Regions from separate parts of the Mus musculus genome. Here all the other regions are linked to region 2. The links are chromatin contacts, called in public Hi-C and HiChIP or PLAC-seq maps. All regions are on one chromosome and are shown on one strand. The core of a region is the stretch at or near the end of the contact, and the rest is flanking DNA. Distances in the headings are between cores, read along the strand shown. Region 1 overlaps Vwa8 (von Willebrand factor A domain containing 8). Region 2 overlaps Vwa8 (von Willebrand factor A domain containing 8). Region 3 holds the start of Dgkh (diacylglycerol kinase, eta). Region 4 overlaps Vwa8 (von Willebrand factor A domain containing 8).

Evidence for each region. Hi-C and Micro-C count contacts between places; a contact is called where the count stands out from the background. HiChIP or PLAC-seq counts read pairs in DNA pulled down with a chosen protein or histone mark.
Region 1: a contact with region 2 is called in a Hi-C map of uterus, with 4 times the contacts expected there. The contact joins two enhancer-like sites. A contact is called at or near these places in 2 of 484 Hi-C or Micro-C datasets (bone marrow-derived macrophages and uterus) and 1 of 9 other capture datasets (embryonic stem cells).
Region 3: an H3K4me3 HiChIP or PLAC-seq map of bone marrow-derived macrophages shows a contact between it and region 2, with 4 times the contacts expected there. The contact joins the promoter of Dgkh here to the enhancer-like site in region 2. A contact is called at or near these places in 10 of 484 Hi-C or Micro-C datasets (CD4 T cells, CD8 T cells, the N1E-115 cell line and 6 more), 5 of 115 datasets of contacts at active chromatin or transcription factors (bone marrow-derived macrophages, embryonic hindbrain, large pre-B cells and 1 more) and 3 of 9 other capture datasets (adipose tissue, liver and pancreatic islet).
Region 4: an H3K27ac HiChIP or PLAC-seq map of neural progenitor cells shows a contact between it and region 2, with 5 times the contacts expected there. The contact joins two enhancer-like sites. A contact is called at or near these places in 4 of 484 Hi-C or Micro-C datasets (Th1 cells, bone marrow-derived macrophages, cerebral cortex and 1 more), 3 of 115 datasets of contacts at active chromatin or transcription factors (embryonic stem cells, large pre-B cells and neural progenitor cells) and 1 of 9 other capture datasets (embryonic stem cells).

Annotation. Positions count from the first base shown.
Region 1 is chr14:79,082,255-79,085,074 of GRCm38.p6, forward strand. It overlaps Vwa8 (von Willebrand factor A domain containing 8), which reads left to right. Exons shown (of 45, transcript NM_027906.1): 28 at 519-657. Among named protein-coding and RNA genes, the nearest start is that of Gm30970, 52 kb to the right of the region's middle. Within about 2 kb of position 1,562, at least 4 of the 459 cell types and tissues checked have an H3K27ac peak or open chromatin away from gene starts, as enhancers often do. A contact at or near this core is called in uterus, where this site is marked.
Region 2 is chr14:78,899,170-78,902,406 of GRCm38.p6, forward strand. The region is part of intron 2 of Vwa8 (von Willebrand factor A domain containing 8); the gene reads left to right. Among named protein-coding and RNA genes, the nearest start is that of Vwa8, 52 kb to the left of the region's middle. Within about 2 kb of position 1,867, at least 144 of the 459 cell types and tissues checked have an H3K27ac peak or open chromatin away from gene starts, as enhancers often do. A contact at or near this core is called in CD8 T cells, Sertoli cells, bone marrow-derived macrophages and 3 more, where this site is marked.
Region 3 is chr14:78,731,195-78,734,034 of GRCm38.p6, forward strand. It overlaps Dgkh (diacylglycerol kinase, eta), which reads right to left and starts at 1,535. Exons shown (of 30, transcript NM_001081336.2): 1 at 1,164-1,535. The coding sequence starts at 1,223.
Region 4 is chr14:79,105,577-79,108,787 of GRCm38.p6, forward strand. The region is part of intron 37 of Vwa8 (von Willebrand factor A domain containing 8); the gene reads left to right. Gm30970 (a long non-coding RNA gene) reads right to left here. Exons shown (of 2, transcript XR_383637.4): 2 at 1-1,661. Among named protein-coding and RNA genes, the nearest start is that of Gm30970, 28 kb to the right of the region's middle. Within about 2 kb of position 1,500, at least 33 of the 459 cell types and tissues checked have an H3K27ac peak or open chromatin away from gene starts, as enhancers often do. A contact at or near this core is called in neural progenitor cells, where this site is marked.

The DNA of each region.
Region 1 (2,820 bases), core at 312-2,811, 180 kb after region 2:
CCAGAACTGATACGCACAATATTATTAAGTTAGTTCCTTTGCCTATATTGAATAATCATTTAACTATATATGAAACATTCTACCTTTTATAAGTAGCACTGGATCCACTTTAGCCATTACATTTCAATATAATGTTTTCACACTCTTTCTTCACAATGGAAATATACTAGTCCTGGATTCGTTAACTTATGTTATTTTGCTGGCTTGAGCAACTCTGGGTCTTTTTCTATTTGGAGGGCAAAATGGGTTCTTGGTTTAGGAAGAAATGTAGTCATAAGAAATCTTATAGTGCTTTAGACACGGCATACTTCATTAAAGTAAATGAAAGAGAAATGTAATGAGCCCCAGCATGAGAAAGCACTCATGAAGGTAAGCATATGGTATTACTATAGTTTTAGGTGCCATGCCAAACGATAAAGTCGAGTATGTCAAGATATTAGATCATGAAATATTGTATTCTGGAACAGCTGTTTTAGCGACTACCCAATGCCTTCACTAAGACCGTGGCTTTGTTATAGGGCCCAGTACTTGTGAACATGGAAAAGTACCCAATAGAAAAACATGAAGCGAGATTCCTAAGCTTTACTGAAGAGTGTACGTCCTGGAAGTTTCCATTGGATGAAGTCAATTTAATCTGTGACATCGCTGTATCACATGGTATGTCCATTGATTCCTTTGGTCTTTTCCCCCCTGCACTGATTTAAAATCAGAGGGATTACAGTAATCCTGAGGCATCAAGAACTCTGTGAGAGACACGGTTGGTGACTTGGTGGATCCAGATAGCAATTATATATAATTTAGAACTAATGTCCTCTTAACAGCCCCACAAAATGCGATTGTGGACCCCACATAAGCATTGCTGGGTTGGTTTGTAGATGTCTGTTTCTCATTACAGTCATAGCACAAAGTTAAATATACCCAGGCATGTGCTGAAATCAGAAAGAAAGAAGAGGAAGGAGAAACATTGGATTTGAGGAGGGAGGCTGGGGTTCCAGTTTGCCACCTCCCATCATTATCAGGGATGCAGGTAAAGGGTGGGAATGGTTGGTTTCTGCACTTGGGGGCTGCTGCCACCGTTGGCTCATTTGTGCCTTGGACCCTGGGTACCTTTGTACAGATGTTCTGCAGGTGCTGTCGGTTACTAAAAAGGTAAGTACAAACTGGTAGAAGGCCAGGGCAGCTGCTAACCTGACTGAGATGCAGTCACTGAGGTGAGTAAGTCTGGATCTTGCTTTTGTTGCTGTAAGTTCTATGGTTGTCATTTAGTCCTCACCTCACGTCAGCCACCTTGAATAAACGTTTGAGACTGACTGTGTTATTGTTTGTTGGTGGTAAAGGACAGGTGCTCTTCTCAGGAGATGTTGCGTTCACGGGTCAAGAGAGAGAAAGTCTGAGTCAGTAGATGAAGGTCAGACTTTGGTGCTTGTGATGGGCGGTGACCCTGTTAACGCACACCTGTCGGGAGCAAATTACCTGCCAGGATTTTTAAACTTGCTCTCGCTCCTCTGTTCTGAGCACAGTGCTTCAGGTTGCTCCAGCAGGCAGTCGCAGTTGGCCTTGAAAATGACTCATTTGCTTCTCCTGATAAAATGTAACCCTTTCCTCTCAGGGTGAAGCACATCTGCAAACTTTTCCCCCTTTGTTTTTATCCTTCTCTTTTTCTTAAACCTATTCTTCATTTTTTAGAGAAAACAGCACTTTCTTGGGAGGGAGGTGGAGTAAATTACATATCTATGTGTTTGAGCCAGCGACCCGAAAGTACTTAAAGTTGAGAACAATTAAAAATCATGCGGTGTGTATTTCTGCCACTGCTCCTCCTGTGTCCCTCTCATATGCACAAAAGTGCTCGTAACATGTTAAATTGAACTTATTTTTGTTCATAATGGGTGCATTTAAAAGGCCCATAAGGGACAAATTCTACTATCCTGACTGATACTTGGAATTGCTACAGCATAGTTCATATCAGCTCTTAAATAACAGGCCAGATATGGTGGCACACATCTTTAATCCCAGCATTCAGAAGACAGAGGTGGCTCTCTGTGAATTCAAGGCCAGCTTAGTCCACATAGTGAGTTGCAGAACAGTCAGAGCTACATAGTGAGACCCATAATCAGCCTCCAAAAGCAGACACCATTGCATACGCCAGCAAGATTTTGCTGAAAGGACCCAGATATAGCTCTCTCTTGTGAGACTATGCCGGGGCCTGGCAAACACAGAAGTGGATGCTCACAGTCAGCTATTGGATGGAACACAGGACCCCCAATGGAGGAGCTAGAGGAAGTACCCAAGGAGCTATAGGGGTCTGTAACCCAATAGGTGGAACAACAATATGAACTAACCAGTACCCCCAGAGCTCGTGTCTCTAGCTGCATATGTAGCAGAAGATGACCTAGTCGGCCATCATTGGAAAGAGAAGCCCCTTGGTCTTGCAAACTTTATATGCCTCAGTACAGGGGAACACCAGGGCCAAGAAGTGGGAGTGGGTGGGTAGGGGAGTGTGTGTGTGGGGGAGAGTATGGGGGACTTTCGGGATAGCATTTGAAATGTAAATGAAGAAAATACCTAATAAAAAATTGGGAAAAAAAAAGACCCTATCTCAGAAACGAAATAATAATAAGCTTCCTTCTTCCTCCTCTTCCTCTCCCTCATCCTTTTCCTTTTTTTCAGACAGGGTCTCACTGTGTTGCCAAGGCTGTCCTGTTATTTGCTATGTGGACCAGACTGGCTTCAAACTCCTAGCAATCCACCTGCCACTGCCTCCCAATGGCTTGCCCCACCATGCGCAGCCTGGTGGCTGTGTTCCTCATTGATGTTACTTTA
Region 2 (3,237 bases), core at 617-3,116:
GCATTGGAATTTATTTCTGGCTTCTTTATTTTGTTGCACTGGACCACAGTCTGTTTTTGTACCAGTACCATACTGTATTGATTCCAGCATCACTGTCTTTCTTACATATAGAATCTAGGTTTATATATGCCTGTGTACACACATATAAGAAAGCAGAAGGGGTCCACATGGGTGAGTGGAGAAAGATAGGCAAGACGAGGGAGGAAGGATGGGGAAGACAGCGGGGCTTGAGCAATGATACACATGTAGGAAAGTGTTATATACAAAAGCCATTGTTTTGTATACCTGCTAAAAATACAAAAGGAAAGAAAAATATTGCAGTTTTCATCTAGGTGTAGCTGTGTTGGATAAAGACTCTCAGTGCCCCTCATGGCTGAGGTTTATATATGAACTGTTTCTCTTTGACATCTCTGAGAGCCTTGTTATCTTCACCTTCCTGTTCTCAGTGCTCAGCATATAATAGGTCCTCACTAAGTAGGGCTGTGTGCCTGAATTTATTTTACTCATTTAGCCCCATATCCTATGTTGTAAATAGCGAGGACTTACTTGGGCTTTGAATGCCTTGTTTTGTATCCCCACCTCCATGAACAGATTGACACATGCAGGTAGAGGGGACAGTTGCAGTGAGGAGTCTCGTGGCACTTCCTTTATAATCTCTGAATATATTGGAGGATGATCTGACTCCTGGTAGGCCTGGGTTTAGGTCTTTCTGAGTAATTTTTCTAATAATGTGAATGAGTGTTTTGCTTGTATGTATATATGTGTAGTATATGCATGCCTGGTGCCCGTGAAGATCATAAAAGTTAGAGCTCCTAGAATTATAGTTGCAGATGGTTGTTAGACACCATGTGGGTGCTGGGATTGAATCCTGGTCCTCTGCAAGAGCAATAGTAGCGGTAACCACTGAGCTATCTCTTCAAACCCTCTGCATAATTTTTATGGGGGTGATTATGGTGAATAAAGTGCTATGTCACTGGAAAATACTTAACACATGGCTGCAGTAAGTTCTGGGACTCCTTCCGAGTGGACCCTCAGCCCCAACCATCTGTGTCCGCCAGTGCACACTGTGTACCTGCTGCCCAGGCACACAGCAAGGAGAGGGCTCTGCAGGTGAGGACAGACTTTTGCACACTGGGTTTTCACTGACTTGGACTGAACAAGATATTTTGGGAGCTGTAGTGCTCACGGTGGTCATATCTGTCAAAGACTAGCTTTCTTTGGAAAATGAGACCCAGAATGGTTGAAGTGTCCTGCCCAGGAAGCTAAGGACAGGATGAAGAGCCACACTTGGTTTGCTGGCTCCAGATGCTTTCTCTTTCACTACATTACATTGTTTCTTAGAATGCCAAAGCCAAACAATCAACGCTTTCTAAGGGTTTATTATGGGGGTAGTTGAACTATGCTTAATTTTAATTTTAAGTCTTTACATAGATGATAAATTGGCATCTACATGGGGAGAAAAATTATAATTTAGAGCACCCCAATAAAATTAATTTAGAGCTCTTAAATATGACAACACAAGTAGTTAAGTTTTTAAAAGAAAAATCTTGGCTAAGACTTTAGTTAGAAATGTAATTTACCATGACCCAGATGTTTTATCTTCCCAGGCAGAGGGTAGCCTGGACTGTAGATGAAGTCCCACAATAGAGCTTTAACACTGGGTTTTTCTTGGTGGACTCCTGGAGGATAGTGGCATCTTGTACCTGGAGTCAAAGCTAGGGCTTTCTCCCATGCACAGGCCTGCTTATGTTACACTGTGCATGGCAGTTTGGCAGTTTACTTTGCAGATGTTCGTAATGTGCAGCCTTAAATCTTGCTTCTATTTCTGGCATGCTTTTAAGTATGACTCATGTTTCCTTGAGGCTGTCCTAAAAATACTGCTGCTCTGAAGCATTAATGTGAACGACACCACAGGCATCACACAGCACTGCACAGTGCTTGCTTTCTGCAGGGTAAGGCAGCTTCCCAACCAATTAAGAGGGGAAGTGCCATGAAGAATGTGCTGCACTAAAAATATGAGGAAGACAAGTAGGAATTTTATAAAAATATAATGTATAGAAATAGCAGTGACTATTAAATTCTAATAAAGGATGAAATATATCATTAATGTTATAAAATATAACAGAAACAGGATTAATATCCAGAACACCGTTTGATGTAAATGCTACATTTGATGTAGTCCTGTGGTAAGGAGAGTCTTGAGCCTGACGGTGTCAAAAAGCTCCTGGAGGGAGCTGGTGGGATGGTTCAGTGGGTAAACGCGCTCACTGCAGAGTGCCAGTCTGAGTTTAGTTCTCCTGAACCACATAGTGGAAGAAGAGATCTACTCAAGCAAGCTCTCCTCTGATACCTCTCTTTCTCCTCTCTCTCTCTCCTCTCTCTCTCTCTCTCTCTCACACACACACACACAAATACATACATACATACATACATACATACAGACAGACAGACAGACAGACGTGTCAGAAAGGCTTCTGGTGGAGTGTGTGAGACATGATTACTGTGCAGCAAGCTTTGGACTTGAACAACAGAAGTCTGAGTTGGCTTTGACTTAACCACCGTTCTGCAAATGCTGCTACTTTTCAATTATGACGTCTCTTTGCAGAATGGGAGCAAGAACTTGCATAGCTATTACTTTATAAATTGTCAATCTGTGTGCTTATTTCAATTCTCAGTACTCGGTAAAGACAATTATATCTATTAAATAGGTAGTGATATTAAAGGGAGCGTAAATGATTTGATTAAGATCACATAGGTAATAAATACCAGATTTGGGATCTCACGTCTCCCCTTACACAATGCTGCCTGCTGCCCTTTGGGCCTGTTGTGAGATCTAAATGAGAGAGTGCAGAAAAATTACTTGTGTATTTCTTTGCCACATGATAGGTAAGCAATGAATTGCACCATTACTACTTAGTGCATTTTGACATACCGTAGAAAACAGGGCACTGGGAATTGCATACGTCCCTGTGAGTGCTTCTGGGAGTAGCTCCACGTCAGCATGATGCACGTGTGTTGATCAATGGCTTTAGAGGCAGCTGGCAGTCTCAGCAACCCCTTCATCCACTCTTGGGCTCTCTAGTGATTCTTGAGCACACTGGCCAGAACTAACTGGCATGGAATTAACTAAGAAGGCCAGCCTACCTTTTAGCTCTTATCACCCTCCTGCTTCATTTCTCAGGTGTTGGGGGTACACATCAAGCCCCATCGTAACTACTGTTATTGGGGGAAAGATAA
Region 3 (2,840 bases), core at 285-2,784, 170 kb before region 2:
CAAGACTGAATGAATTGTATTTTTAACCAAGAATAGCTTACTCCCTAATGATGATCGCAATAGAACACGAACAGATGGGCTACCTAACGTGCAAACTCACAAAAGCAAAAGCAGTTGCAGATGGATCAAAGTCGAAGGACACTCCTGAAAGGTCAGGAAGCAGGAGGCAGCGAATCGTACCCTGGCAAACCGGCTGGAAGTCTATGGGTAAGAAAAGGAGAAGCAAGCCTGGCACCTGACCTACAAGCTCTCAACAGGCAGAGGGCCCGCCTGAGCAGACTCAGGAAGTCCCTGGGAAAACATCATCAGAACAGCACCGCAGCAAGGATGAAGCCAGAAATTTTGGACCAGGCTTTTGAGACGGTTCACAACGTCAATCAAAAAGGACTAAGAAATACGTAGATAGGGTATGCAGAGCCAAAATTCATTGCCCACTCAAGATTACAAGGGTCTACGCAGGACGGGGATTCCTGGGAGGAATCCCTGAAGGGATGGATGGATAACAGACGGCTCAGTTTGAGGTGCAAGAAATAAGTTAAAGGAGTTTAGGGAATAAATCCAAAGACCTCGACTCTTCTCACACGCAACACTCTGAGCCCCTAAAGTGACTCAATCTACGCGTGGCGTGTGCTGTGAGATCCAGGCGAAAGCGAAGTTAGCCGGTGGCTGGATCCCGGTCCAGGTCCCCTGACCCTCGGAACTGTTCAGGGCAGCCGCGGCCACTCGAGTCGGAGGCGTGGCTCTGGGCTTCTGGCAGCCACCAGCCTCCACAGGCGGCGGTCCTTGGGAACCTGCGTGCCCAGGTGACTGCCAGGGCGCGGTCAAGAGGTGAGCCCCGTCTCCTCCCGGCGCCACCCGCTGACCGCGCAACCCCGTCGCCTCCACTCCCCGGGCCGCCGCGCCACACTCGGGAATGAAGTGCAAAGTTGGGAAAAGGATGAAGCGCGGAAACGGTCCTCTAAGGACCGTCGCCAGAGGCCGACCGGACAAAGGCGCTTCGGGCGGCGAGCAAGGAGGAGCCCGGGCGCCGGAGGAAGCGCTGCCCCGGCTGGGAAGCAGCTGGGGACCTCATCCCGGACCGCTTCCTGAACGGAACATGGGCCGGGAGGGGGAGGCAGGGAGCAAGGACAAGCGGGAGGGGTGGGCGCGGGCGCGGTACCCACCGGTTCCTCCCAGGCCGGGCTCTGGGCTCCAAGCACGGGGCGCACGTGCTGAGGCTCCATCGCGCCGGCCCGCGCCCGCTGGCCGCCGGGGCGCACGGACACCGGCCCCCGCTGCCGCTGCCGCTGCCGCCGCCGCTGCCGCCGCCGCTGCCTGCGCCTCCCTCGCTGGGATCGCTGTCGCTGCCGCCGCCGCTGCCTGCGCCTCCCTCGCTGGGATCGCTGTCGCTGCCGCCCTGGCTCCTGCCCGGGGCCAGCCACGGGCCCTCCCGCGTTCTCTGGCTTCCGCCGCGCTCGCCCGCCCCCGCGCCGGTCCCTTCCTCCGCCACCGCCTCCGCAGCCGCCTGAGTCCCGCTCCACGGCGCGGCGGCGAGCGCTCGGCTCCTCAAGCCGCCGCCGCCTCCCACGGCCGCAGAATCCGCCCCTCTCTCTCTCCTGTCTCCGCCTCCGACTCCCTCCCCTTTTCTCCCGCCGTCCGCCCCTCCCCCAGCGGCCCCTCCCGGCGGGCGGCCCGGGACGCACGTGACCCCCCTGCCAGGCCATATAAGGCGCGGAACCGAAAGCAGCCACCGGGTGGTCACGGGCACCGGGCAGTGGTGCGGCTAAAAGAGGCAACCGCGCCGCGGGGCCCGGATCGCCAGAAGAATCGGGGGATGTCGGGGATGAGTAGCTTGCGCCGGACGAGCGGAACCTGGCACCCTTTCCCCTTGGCATCCCTCGCCACGGGTGCCTGTAGCCCCCGACGGCCGCCTCGGGAGCTAAACCTGGAGCCAATTGCCCAGGACAGTACCTGGCTTCAACAGAGCGAGGCTGCGCTTCGCACCCCTGAGCCACTCCCAAGCACCTATTCCGGCAGCTGAGATGTCTGGCTGGGCTGTCTGGGGAGCCCTGCTTTTGTTCATTTTCTATGGCTGAAAGATTTCGTGGAAAGAAAACCAGCTAAGGAGCCGGTCTGTGGTCCGCTGTGAGCGCTCTGCTCAAATTAGGGACAGGGGCAGTTCCGAGAGAGAGCTCAAATGTCAACTGTCTCTCCTGCTGCTCTCCGGGAAAAAGAAAATGAAAATTGCAACAAGCAATTTTTTAAATCATCTTTCCTGAAATCATCTTTACTGGCAGTGAAGATGGTTTCCATCTAGTTGCAAACCGAGCAGTGACTGCATTTGCATGGGTCATTTCCTCTCTCGTGGACTTCAGACTCCTGCCAGCACCATCTTCTGGCCCTTAGTCTGGTAGACAGATGAATTCACACGTTTTGAAACCGAAAAATCAAAACACTACTTGATCCAGCATGCTCCCACGTCATACTAATTTCCGAGGCTAATATTCCGCTGAAGCTACACTCATAAAGGTCACCTAAGGATTGTGGAGAGAGCTAAGCCACTGGATGGTTTCCAGCCCTCACTTTCTATAACTTGACTGACTAAATTTGCATTCCTGAATCTCTCCTTTAAATGGGCCCTTGGACTGTTGGGTCTTCTTTGTTAGTGACTATGCTTTGTTCAGTGGCCTCCAACCTGCTGCCTAAATAGCCTGTCCTTCATTTACTTTGAATGAGGTTTAAGTGGGGTGAGTGAGCAGTCTGACCATGCTGCGTTTACCTCAGCCCTGGGATCACAGCTGAACACTGGGGCTCACTCAAAACCAGCCCTTCATTCCATCTAGGTGAGCATTCTACCTGCC
Region 4 (3,211 bases), core at 250-2,749, 210 kb after region 2:
TTAAGAACCTTTGCTGTCCCGGCTCCCTACTTTACTAATGGGTACACACAATTGATGTCTTCTTTTCTGCTCTGTCTTGTCTAAGCTGAATGACACTGGTAACTGAAGCTAGATAGTTAAGCTATCTAACTTAAGACCATCGCCTATGGCTACATCCGAGACCCCAGTGGTGGCCCTGTCTCTCTGGACTTTGTGAAGAATGGAGAGTATGCCTTGGAGAGAATGGGGGTCACCTATGCTGCCCAGGTTCACCTGAAGTCTCCCTTTGACCCTGACAACAAGCGGGTGAAGGGAATCTATTGATAGGATGCAGGTGGAGGCTAAAACTGCTCAGGCCACTGGCAACGGCCACGCTCCCCACACTGCCTGCAGACTCCTGCACTGCACACACAGCCTTGTGTCCTGAGACCCAGGACAAAGCACAGACTTCCCCACCCTTAGCCTTGACAAGGAAGGGAACTGAGACAGGGAGCAGGAAGATTTGGTGGCAGGCTGCACACACTCTTTACCGGGTTGTTCCAGGTAGTTTGGGGCCACAAACTTGAGCGTCTCATCCATGAGGATCACAGGCAAGGAGATTTTCAGCACCATCAGCCACTGGGTCAGATTCAGCGGTGTGATCTGGAAAATGAGTGGCAAAGGTACCACGTAGAGGATCAAGAAGTGAAGTGACATGGACAAGCAGATGGAGCCCACGAGCCAGATATTCTCCCAGGGGGGCATCCTCAGCAAAGACTGGTTTTCAGACAAGCTGTTGAGGGCATTACACATCTCTATGGTTACTAGAACAGAAAGTGCCATTGTCATTGGATATGGGGACTCAAAGCAAACGAGCAAAATTATCTCAAGGACAACCAAAATATTATTATATGAACTTCCTCTAATCAAGTGTTTCTCAGAAATGTATAGCTTCATGTCCTCAGCTCAAAGTTCAGCAAGCAGACATAAGACACACTTAGTAATAAAGCAATACAAATTGGAACTAAGTGGTGTTTTGATGGGGAAACTCCCATGCCAGCATGCTGCTTTTACTCCATTGTCCCTCGATCTGTGGGATGGACAGGAAGTGTGCGCACTTGGACCATCAGGTAGAAAAACAACTTGAGAGTGTGCATCCTCAGGCTAAGTGGCCACAGTGAATTCTCAAAGTAGTCTACCACTGTTTGTGGCTTTTGGTCAAATTCCTTGGTAAATAATGAGGCAGAATACTAGTTGCTCTATTTAGGCCCACTCTGTTGTGATTCACAAGTAGACTGTACAGCCAAGTCTAAGAGTCGTTGCCAGTAATAAGAAGTAAGGCTTGTCCTCTACAGTTCCCTTCCTCGTCAACCTGCAAGCTGCGTCATCAGTGGACTCTTCACTCAGAAGGGTTCTGCTCCTGGTTTTGGAGCCTGGGAAATCTGTCTTACAGAAGTAGCGGGGAAAGATACCTAGTTCCTATTGCCCTACTTCTGGGTGCCAGCAGCTTTCCTCCGACTCTGGTGAAGTGCCCGCATCGCCATCTAGTGGCGATCAGGTATACTACACATTATTGAAATGAATGCTCACCTTTGTACGCCAGCACTTGGGAAGTCAGCCTTCTGCTTGGGAGATTTCCACAGTCCCTTGTGTGGCTTCTGTTGGGTAGTGGAAGCTCCTTTATTTAGGTCAGCAGTGATGGCCTGGAAAACAATCTTTCAAGCCATCTGCTTCATCTTTCCGTGATTCTTCTGAGTATAGCAGACTGACTGTCCTCAGACACACAGACAATTAGCTGCGCTGTCCTTGCTGTCTTTGCTGCCTCCTGCTGTCAAGCAGCATTAGCTTAGAAGACAGACTTGTTTGAGTTTTCGTTAGTGAATTCCCCGCTATATTTTCAAATGATAACACAGGGAGAGCTTACTGAACTCTTTGTATAACTTATGTTCATTAATTTGACACTCTGACGAAGAATATGCATTTTTCCTATAGTTAGAACAACTATAACAATAAATTCAAGTATCACTACAACTGGAGTCCCTAGACTCGAGAGTTATTACTTTTAGTCTATATTTTTAAAACCATGGGCTATTATAAGCCAAAACTCACCTAGTTATATTCTCAATGTTGCTTCATTTTTTTATTGTATTACATTTTTATTCTTCTAAACAATTCTATTAAATATACTCCATTTTCCTCAAAAAATCAAATCTGCAAAGCTGTCAATGACTGTTCTCATGAGAAAAGGTTGACCGATAGTAGCTTCAGATGTCACTTTCTAATAGCAGCAGGAAGTTCAGAAAGCAGACCCCATATGGCACTGCTGGAGTCTGAAGAGTGCTCACTTAACCGTGAACTTTAAAATGGATGGACTGTCCTGAGTCATCACTGCACGGGACTAGAACACACATGCGCAGCAGTCAGGACTGTGCTCAGTACACACGGGAGGCACACACTCGGTGTTGAGACAGCAAGAGATGCCCAGAAAAAAGCACAGAAGAAAGACACTCTGGGACTATGAATACATGTAGTTTATTGTATATAGATAGGTGCGTTTCTGTTGCTGTGATAAAATACCCCGACCAGGGCAACTTACGAAAGAAAGTGTTCAACTGGGCTCATGGTTCTGGAGGGTTAGGGTCCCCGAGAGCAGGAACAGCTGACCACTCACATCTAAGCCACAGCAGGAGCTGTGACACTGGGGGTGGCTGGAAGCTCTTTAAACCTCAAAGCCCAGCCCCAGTGGCACACTTCCTCCAACGACATCACACCTCCCAATCCTTCCCAAACAGTTCCACCACTTGTGCATGTGCCTGTGTGGAACACTCTCACCCAAACGCCAATGGCTACCTAATGGTTGGCAGATTTGTTTGTTTGTTTTTAGTGAGGAAAAGCTAATGCAAGTCTATCTTCTTTTTTATCTTATGTTTACTGCTTAAAACAATTTTTCAATTTAAATTTATTTTGATCATGTTTTCCCCTCCCCAAGTCCTTCTAGATCTTTTCCCCCCTTGAGTTTTTTCTCAAGACAAACAAAAGCCAGTGCAGCAACAAAATCCTCCAGTCCAGGAAAACAAAATAAAACACTACCCAAACAGAAAAGACTCACCAAACTGTAAACCAAGTAAAAAGTACATGTCTACACACACACACACACACACACACACACACACACACACACACACAGAGTGGATTCTATTATATGTTGGTCAACTACTCCTCATCATGAGGCCTGAGGACCTGGAGTGAATGA